Linked DNA regions of Gossypium hirsutum: regions 2 and 3 are each linked to region 1. Evidence: chromatin contacts called from public Hi-C data. All regions are on one chromosome and are shown on one strand. The core of a region is the stretch at or near the end of the contact, and the rest is flanking DNA. Distances in the headings are between cores, read along the strand shown. Region 1 holds the start of LOC107954849 (60S ribosomal protein L18a). Region 2 holds the start of LOC107954856 (probable U3 small nucleolar RNA-associated protein 7). Region 3 holds the start of LOC107954802.

Region 1 (3,055 bases), core at 359-2,858:
TATGAGAGGCAGAAAAAAAAATTATATTTTTTAAATGGGAGACTCCGTGTCCAACTGTTGGATAGCGTCCCCGAGTCCCCTGTCTGAGATTTCAAGAATTACCATGTCCGAAACTTGGATCCTTACCCGTGTCCCTAGTCTCATTCACATAGCTCAACTGTCCCAACTCCGAAACATCCAAACTCCCAATACAAAAGAGTTTAAGAAAGTATTTTCTTTTCTCACAATCTAAGGTTTTATCTTCACTCACAGTGGTACTTCATTCTGGTGCATCAAATGACCAGATATACCAGGCTCAGAAGAATAACTAAATACCATCCAGATTAGATCTAAGGCTAATCATTTAGCATGATGCTTCTTTTAAATCCAATCAAACCGATTGATCAAAACATGTTTCTAGATGAAGACCATTTCAAGCTCAGTATGAGAAGATCATTTTTCAAAAAAAAAATAGAACATTTCTTATCCAATATGCAACACTTAAACACACAAAAATTAACTCGGGTGGCTTAAAATGTCTAATTCCATATACATGGAAATGGTGAAACATCATTCCCTCTTGAGAAACGAGATCTGGCTAAACTAAACAGTAAGGATAGAACATAAGCCTACCATGTTTAGCAGTGACAACTCTACATCTAGTATATGGTAAACAAAGCAATCAAATTAAGAAAGATATTAATGCTTAAAAGACTTTCTCTTCTAAAATAAACAATGAACACAAAACCAATGTGTTTTATTTACAACACCTTTTCTCTTAAAATATAGGCATAAGAGAACCTCCAAGTTAAAATTATGTGATTAGGCCAACTTTTTTTGTTTTTCCCCCTCTTTTCTTAAACACCTTATATGTCACTCATAATGCAGTAACTCCCAATTATGAATGAACAGAGTAACTGTAATCTTTCATCATAAATCGACACAACTAAATAGTAGAAGTTAATGAACAATATAATATAAGGTTCCTATATGATAAAATGCAATGCTATTAGCTTGCTTAAGCCATACACTAATGGGGGGTTCAAAATTGAAGAACAAGTAAGGTTGAATACCTCATTGATAGCCAAAACTTGTCCATTGCTTTTCTTCACCTTCTTCAGCTTCCTCAAAAAATACCTAAACATGGAAAACAAAACACATCCAGAAAACCAAAATTAAAAATCCCAATCCCCTATCTCATCAAGGAAATCAAAACAAACGAAATCAGGAATTATCAGCAAATTGCAAATTTACAGACCAAAACTTGGATTTGGCACGGACTTCGTTAGTGGCCCAAAGCTTCATACGGTAAATCTTGGGATGCTCATCTGCTTCTGTAGGAAGGCCTCTGCCCACCACTTGGTATTGATGAAACTGTTTTTTTTTTTTTCAAAGAAAAATCAAAACCCAAAATCCCATCACCATTGTCTCAACAACAAAAAAATGGAAAAAGAAAAGAAAATAGAAATCTGAACTTACCCTAAAAGCAACCATTTTGGGATACAGAAGAAGAGAAGCAGCGGCTCACTAGTTTGGTTTGGTTTCCTTTCTCCCTTTGCTTCTCTCTCTGAAAAAAAAACCCTAATAAAACTTTCATTTTAAGTTGTTGGGGCTTAACTGGGCCTTAGTACCTCAGATCCACCCAAATTCTAACTTTTTATAGAAAGCCCATCTTCCAATATTTTTCCTGTGCTCCGGATCGGCTCCCGCCTTCTTTAAAATACTGAACCAATGGTTATTACCGAACCATACTAAATTGGTATAGATTTCAAGTTTTCGTATTGTTTTTGGACTTTATTTAAATAAGATTATCTTTATTTTATGTTTCTTAAACACTATTTAACAATTTTTTTAATTATACATAAAATCTTAATTAATATATTTATCTGAAAAATAAATTGTAAAATTTATAATTATAAATGTTTGTTAAAAATCTAATTAAACCTTGATTTAATTATTCTCAATCTTCATTGAACATAATCAAATATTAAATCATTTATATTTTAGAACTCTCAACGCGTAATGATAGCAAAAAAGCACTCAACTTGGAAATGTTAATAACGATGACCAAAATTTTAAAAGTTTTAACAATAATAATAATTGAAAAAAGAATACAGTACACATAATAAGTATAAATGAGATAAACACTTGAATTCTTATAAGTTTTAATAAAAATAATAAATAAACAATGAAGTTGTGAGAGATTGACCCTCAAATTAGATTTAGGGTTTATTTTTTTATTTAATTATAGGATATGTGAAAGCATAATAAAAGTTATATTTAATGTATTTTTTTTTAGGTTCTAAATGGGTTGTTTATTGGGCTTATGTGTTCAAAAAATATTGGCTCTTTTTTTTAAAATTTTTAAAATTTTTTCTTTTGGACTTTTCAGTGTCCAATAAAATAAACTGAAACAGAATCAAATTGATGTGGTTCAATGGCATTATCTAACCGAAACCGAACTATAAAAAAATTTGAATTGTCAATTCAACTCGATTTGGTTGATTTTTTGCTCAACCCTCCTAGGTAGTGGAAAATTTTAACTTGAGATTTTGTAATGTGTCATTAAGTTGTATTTTAAAAAAATTTAAAAAAATATGTGACAAAATCTCAACCTCGCTTGTGGAATAAGAATTTTTCATTGCCTGTATACCACATAGTTACCCTTATTTTTATATAAAATAATAACGATAATTTTATTTGAAAAATGTTACTATTACAAATATAATACGATGTATAAATAAATATTTGAACAATTAGTATGTAAAATCAAATTAGTACAAAGTCAACAGACGAGAAATTGAGAAGAAATGTACAAAATTTATCCATGGCATATGGACGTGTTTGGTGCAATTATAAAAACAAATATATTGTATTAATTTTAAAAATACATATTACATTAAAGTTCATACTAATTTACCAATAAGTGTTGTGTACAATGATAAGACATATTGTTATCTTAGTGAGAGGACTCGAGTTCAAACACTAAAGATAACATTGTTGGAAAACCAATCACAAATCCCCAAAAGATTAGTTTTCATAAACCATAAAACAAACATGAATGATACTTTGATCA
Region 2 (3,055 bases), core at 319-2,818, 180 kb before region 1:
CAAAACTACAGCTGGATATTCAGATTCTCATAACGAGATGATGCCACAGATATAGCATGGCTGCCAAATATAAGAGCAAGAGAATGAACCAATGGACCTTGCAGTAGAAAAGAAGACACTCAGATTCAAATGAACTTATCAGCTGTAGGTTTTAATGAGATTAAGTTCAGTCTAATAAATTTTAGATTCCTACAACAGAGATCTATTTGAAATTTTGATCCATACTATCATTTTCTTAAACTAAATATTGCTAACACAGCCTTATGCAAATGGGTGGAATGAGAAACAAAACATGTATCACATGCATTTGTCTTGTAAAATGAATTGTAAGAAAAGTTGCTCCACACGACACCCATCTTCAAGAACAGACATTAAATTGAAACCACAAAACAACCCCGTATTTTAAACACTACGGTAAAACTCAACACCAAGCTGATTTAGGTCAAAGCATGGGAAAATTTTCTTATAAAAAACATTAAAATTGGGAACTTTCGAAATGCAAAATCAGACAATATCACTAAATGCACAAGAAACAGCATCCCCTTCAACTACAAAATTTGATTTTTGCTGGAGCATTGCATACCTGAATCTCCTTAATTAGGTTTAATGTCTTCATATCAACAATAGCCAGATGGCCCTTACGTCCAGCGGCTGCCATATACCGACCATTTGAGGTGAAATCTAGAGTGTAAGGACCAAGTTCTGCACATGTAGACAGAATCTAAATGAATACATTAAAACCAAATAGAACTTAAATCAAGTTATAATCAACATCTAATTTGCTGACTGATTGCTTATTTTATCTCGTAATCTAGCATATAATCCTTAGTCTAAACCACTAAAACCTTGTCTATAAAACGAATTATGAACATTAGGGAAAGTAGGCACCTGGTAAAACAATATCATACTGGTTCTTTGAGCTTGAGATATCAATCTCACGAGCAATGGATTCTTGTTTGATCCTCCATGTCTTCTCAATACCCTCTGCCTCCAAGTAACCACCCTCACTGGGCAAAAGCCACTAAAAAACCAAAAAAAAGAAGAAGCAAATTTAATATTCAGAAAAACTAAAATACACAACGACAATTAAATTAAGAAATAAAAAAGAACCCATTGCTCAAAAGGGAAGCTCAAACTCACTTTCTCAATCTTGGCAGCAGTTTTCGCAGATTTTCCATACAAATCTTCTCTTACAGCAAGCTGGCCCTTTAGTTTCTTGTCCTTTAATCCCTGCAGAAAATAAACGAAAACAATTGACAAAGAAAAAATTCACAAAAATAAGTAAAATCCTATAAACAAGCACAAACATTGATTACCTCCAAATTTGCAGCTTCTCCTCTAAGATACTTCTTCACTTTTTCGTCCATCTCATCATCGTTATTCTCCTTTTTAGCACCCATTATGAAGAAAAATAATCCCAATGACAACCTGACTGTTGCAGAGTGTCGGTCGGCAGAAGCAGCGGCTGAGGATAGCTGGAAAAGAAGAGGAAGTCGGCAGAGGCAAATATAAGGGTAAGGGTATTTTGTTTAATTTTAAATAGTTATGTGGGTTGGGCTTTTGTAAATGGTTTTGGTATTTGGATACAAGTTTATTATTTATTGGGTTTAGGGTTTAAATTAAAGTTTATATAAAGTAGGTTTAATTCTACTATTGACTTTAGGTCAAAATTTGTCGTGAATTTTAATATTTAAATTCATTTGGTTAAAGTTATAGATTTAATTCCAAGCCTAGCGAACAAAGAAGCGCAGCCCCTCCATCGACCAAGACTCCTGACACGGGGACTCCTTCAATATGCACTTTTATGTAAAGTGGCTTTAGGTGCATGGTCATTGCCTCAGTAGGTCGATCTATGATGACTCGTGCTGAGCTTACTGGTCGTAGGAAGCTTGTGTCCTTTTTATTTTTGAAGATGGTGATCATAGGACTGCCTTTTATCAATGTAACAGGCTCAGTCTGCTTCTCCCGCTGTTTGTTCGAGAACTTGTCGCTCTTCTTCGAGTTTTTTAGGTTCCTTGGACTCTATCCTATAGTTATAGTAGATTAATACACGATCTGTCCTGGTTGTTATGCCTGTACTTTGATGAGCATATTTTCGCCCAATACGATTCAGTCGATACAGAGTCTCTCCAAGCGGTTTTGTCGAGCAGGGCCTCATTCACTTGATTCATTTGACGAATGCCTAATCCTCCCTTTAGGCGTACAGACATCCTCCCAAGCCAGAATCTACTCTCAATTTGCTCATTCTTAATTTCTATACTTTCGAATCGGGTAAACTACATTGCAGGTTACTCAACTATGTTTATATATTTTTTTGGTCATCCAACTTTTAAAACTTTTAAAATAGGCATCCAACTAATTGAGTCTGTTCTTTTTTGCCCTTTTCTGTTAAGTGTCGTTGAGTATTTGACAGAATGGTGAGGTGAAGTCCAAAAATTGATATGATAACAAATTAAAGGGCATATATTTAGCCAATATATTCTACTTTTTTTTACGAATTACAAGAGGATAACATCAATGTAACTAGCGCAACTCAAACCCAAACTACATCTAAAACAGTGAGCATCTTGACCATCAAACCAACCTACGTGGATCAAAATATATGCTTTCTCATATATTTATATATACTATCTCCATGTCTAGAATATATATATATGAAGCTAGTAGTAATAAAAAGTTTGCATTAAAGGATGGTAAGTACTTGCCAATACATGTCTTACTTTATTTATTTAATGTTTATATTATTACATTTCCCATTCTTAGTAGAGATTTTCCTATTATAAACATTTTGATTTTTCTAAAATCCTCAAAAGAGAGAGAAATCACCGAATTTAGAAAAAAAAAAAGAAGAAGAAGTAATAATTTGTTCATATTACATTCCTTTACATAATTGATTTTTTTTAAAACACTGTTTTATTTCACATGTAATATGAAAGGGTCAATCTTCTTTTAAGAGACTTGCTTTTTAAATTCTTCATTGACCCAATTCGTCCCTACAAGGAAAAGCTTGAAAAATTTTTGAAGGAGAAACACAATAATTCTTTGAATATTAAAT
Region 3 (3,055 bases), core at 144-2,643, 160 kb after region 1:
GGAATAAATCCACTCAAGGAACAAAGAATATAATTGTATTGCTAAAACGTGTCTATGCGTAGCAATACAAAAAATGTAAATACCTTCAACAATTTTTGTTCAATTGGTTGCCAGATAAAATATATTAAATCAAAACTAGAAGGGTGAGGTATAAGGTGACTTTCAAAGTGGTATTTAAAATAAACAAGTGCTAAGAAGAACTGAAGACAAGTTACAGCTCAATAGACAGTTAGAAGACTACCTACACATGGAAAAAAAACAAAGAAAGAGAACAAAACATATTTAACCAGTAATTGAGGGTTAATCAATTCATTCATCCATCTTGTGTAAACGAAAAGGCCAATATCAAAAGGCGGATTTTAACAACAACCAAGCTTTATACATAGCAGGAAAGTCAGAAGAGAGAAAGAACATCTCCTTTTGGTCCAAAAGCTACCTTTTTTTATCAACCAACATTCTACCCATACTTCATTCATGGAGAAGAATAGCAAGAAACAGATACCTTAAATCGAAAGAAACAAGAAATCAAGCCGGAAATTCAACCTAATAACAGCTATATAGCAAAAAAAAAAAAAAACAATCGGCACAAAGTCAGCAAATCAAACTCTTCAAAATTTTGCTATTTAGCCATTACCTTAATGAGTTCTTGAAACTACTAAATTAAGAAAAAAAATCCATGCAATAAGTATTAAATTGAAGCTACAAATTGATCGAAAACAATTCCAATAACAAAATATTGAAATTTTTATCAACTGGTAAGAGAGAAGAAGCTTTTTTTTTTGGAATTACCAGTACAAGTCTTCTCTTTGGTGAGCTTATAGATGATGACAGAGATTCCGATAGAATGGACAGCCTCGGCGGTGACAAATAGGTTGTCATGGTCATTTACAATGACTCGGAGAAGAACCAATGCCGCCATCCCCGATACCACCGCCAAAAAAGTCTTTACCTTCGGTGGCTGTCGTCTCACCCACATCGACACCGCATGGATCGACCTCTTCTGTGTCCTCATGTCTTCTTTATTCTTTTTTTCCCGTTTTGGCAATTTAGAGGATGTGAGATTCTGGATTTTGGGGTTTGATTTGAGCTTTTTGTTTAATAGGGAAAAAATAAGTGATTCGGGTGGATTTTTATTTGACGGGCAAGAAATCTGAATCTGAATTAAAAATTATCTGAAATATGGAAACAGAAGGAGAGAAAGTTACAGATCTATGGGAGAAGATGAATGAGAGTATCTAAAATATGGCAAATGAGTTTGAGGGCAGAAATTGTGTAGTGAGTTTGACGGCAGATGAAGGAGAAGATGAAGGAGGGCAAAATTTGGAAAATGGGAAAAAGAGAGCGGAACGTAATAGCTATTCAGTGCTGAAGGCAAAGAATGGCTATTAAAGCTTCTCACGTAATAGAGGCTGAATGGAATAAGGCTGTATTACAATTACAACCAACCAAACGTTTGTTTGGGGGTGGGCCTACCGATTTGCGGGGGAATGCATTCCTATTCCCCCAACCAAACATGCTGTTAGTATCATACGTGTACGTCCCAATATCCGCCTGTCTTTTTTGGGAAATAAAACAACACAATACTCATAATTAAATTTCGAATATGTTGCGAGCTATTAATGCAATTTGAATGGATATCATGTTCACCCATTGTTTATATTATTTAGGTAAGGGTTATATTTAATATAATGAAAAAAAATTGATACACAATTTAATAAAGTTTTTAGAACCCAGAAGTAAAGTTAGGGAGTTGACAAGTGTCTTACATGGTTATAGTAAAATATTAAAAAAAGAGACATATGTCAATTTTTTAAAGCTACTTGAAGAATAAAAAAAAGTACACTACCAGTATATCAAATACTCACCTTTAATATAATAATATTGTATAATTTTATACACTATCAATAAATTACGGGGAAATATTTGGTACACTAATAGTTAAGTTTTTACACTCTACAAGTAAATCTAATGGGTTGACAAGTGTCCTATAGAGAGGTTTAGTAAAATATTTAAAAAAACACATAACACACTTTGAGTTTACCAAATATTAACCCATAAATTACATGATAATATATTATAGGTAATTATTTGGTGCACATGTGATGTAAATTTTTAACTCCATAACCGCGATTAAGATTTTGCTACATGTCATATTTATTTATTTTAAAAATTTTTAAATACAACTTAAGGAAACATGGCGACATCTTAATTCAGTTAAAGAGTTAAAAGTTTCCACCACCAGTGTATCAAAATTATTAATTTTTTTAAAAAATAAATACAATATCGGTCATCGTTTATTTCACTAATAAAACATAAATTTATAAGAAAATATTTGGTATATTGTTTTTGGAGTTTTTAAACTTCATAAGCAGGGTTAAGAGATTGATAAGTGTGTTATAGGGTATAATAAATTATTAAAAAATATATATTTAAAAAAAAGATACATGTCAATTTTTAAGGTTAATTGTAAAATAAATAAAAAGTATATTTCTAATATACTAAATATTCACTCTAAATTAATAGGTATCAATATTTGAAATATAAATCCAATAATGGCTAATATATTAAATAAGCCCTTGAATGTTGTTATCTTATTTAAATAAAGTCTGTATACTTTAATTACATTCAAATAAGCCATTTAAATTTACTTGATACCCGAATAAGCCTTTAAACTTATATACAATATAATAGATTTTCTTTGTTAATTTATATTTTAATATTACTTAATGTTTCAGTTAGCTTGTAATTAATGGAATTAGGAAATATATTTTTATGATAACAAAAATATAATTTTACCTTTTTAATAGTCTATGTCTTTATAATTTTTAAAGGAACAAATAAAAATGTTATATTTTTTAGTGTCGATGTACAATTTTATCATACACTAATTTAAAATTTATAAATTATAAAGGAGCTAAAAGTAAAAAATTTCATTTCTGGCCCTGCCCGCTCCGCCTATGCTACATGTTCTTTTTCTTAATTTCCTTTCCTCTATTCTGAAGTGGCCATTCATGTAGTGGTGAACTCTTCCTATGTAGCTGTGAGCTCAAGCAAG

The links. A called contact is a pair of places that touch in the nucleus more often than the background predicts.
Region 2: a contact with region 1 is called in a Hi-C map of leaf, with 2.9 times the contacts expected there. The contact joins the promoter of LOC107954856 here to the promoter of LOC107954849 in region 1. A contact is called at or near these places in 2 of 34 Hi-C or Micro-C datasets (callus and leaf).
Region 3: a contact with region 1 is called in a Hi-C map of leaf, with 4 times the contacts expected there. The contact joins the promoter of LOC107954802 here to the promoter of LOC107954849 in region 1. A contact is called at or near these places in 6 of 34 Hi-C or Micro-C datasets (anther and leaf).

What each region holds. Positions count from the first base shown.
Region 1 is chrD07:49,310,666-49,313,720 of Gossypium_hirsutum_v2.1, reverse strand. It overlaps LOC107954849 (60S ribosomal protein L18a), which reads right to left and starts at 1,608. Exons shown (of 4, transcript XM_016890537.2): 1 at 1,459-1,608; 2 at 1,238-1,353; 3 at 1,053-1,116. The coding sequence starts at 1,473.
Region 2 is chrD07:49,490,968-49,494,022 of Gossypium_hirsutum_v2.1, reverse strand. It overlaps LOC107954856 (probable U3 small nucleolar RNA-associated protein 7), which reads right to left and starts at 1,568. Exons shown (of 7, transcript XM_016890542.2): 1 at 1,317-1,568; 2 at 1,141-1,230; 3 at 889-1,021; 4 at 584-702. The coding sequence starts at 1,400.
Region 3 is chrD07:49,147,345-49,150,399 of Gossypium_hirsutum_v2.1, reverse strand. LOC107954802 reads right to left here and starts at 1,393. Exons shown (of 4, transcript XR_001699692.2): 1 at 790-1,393.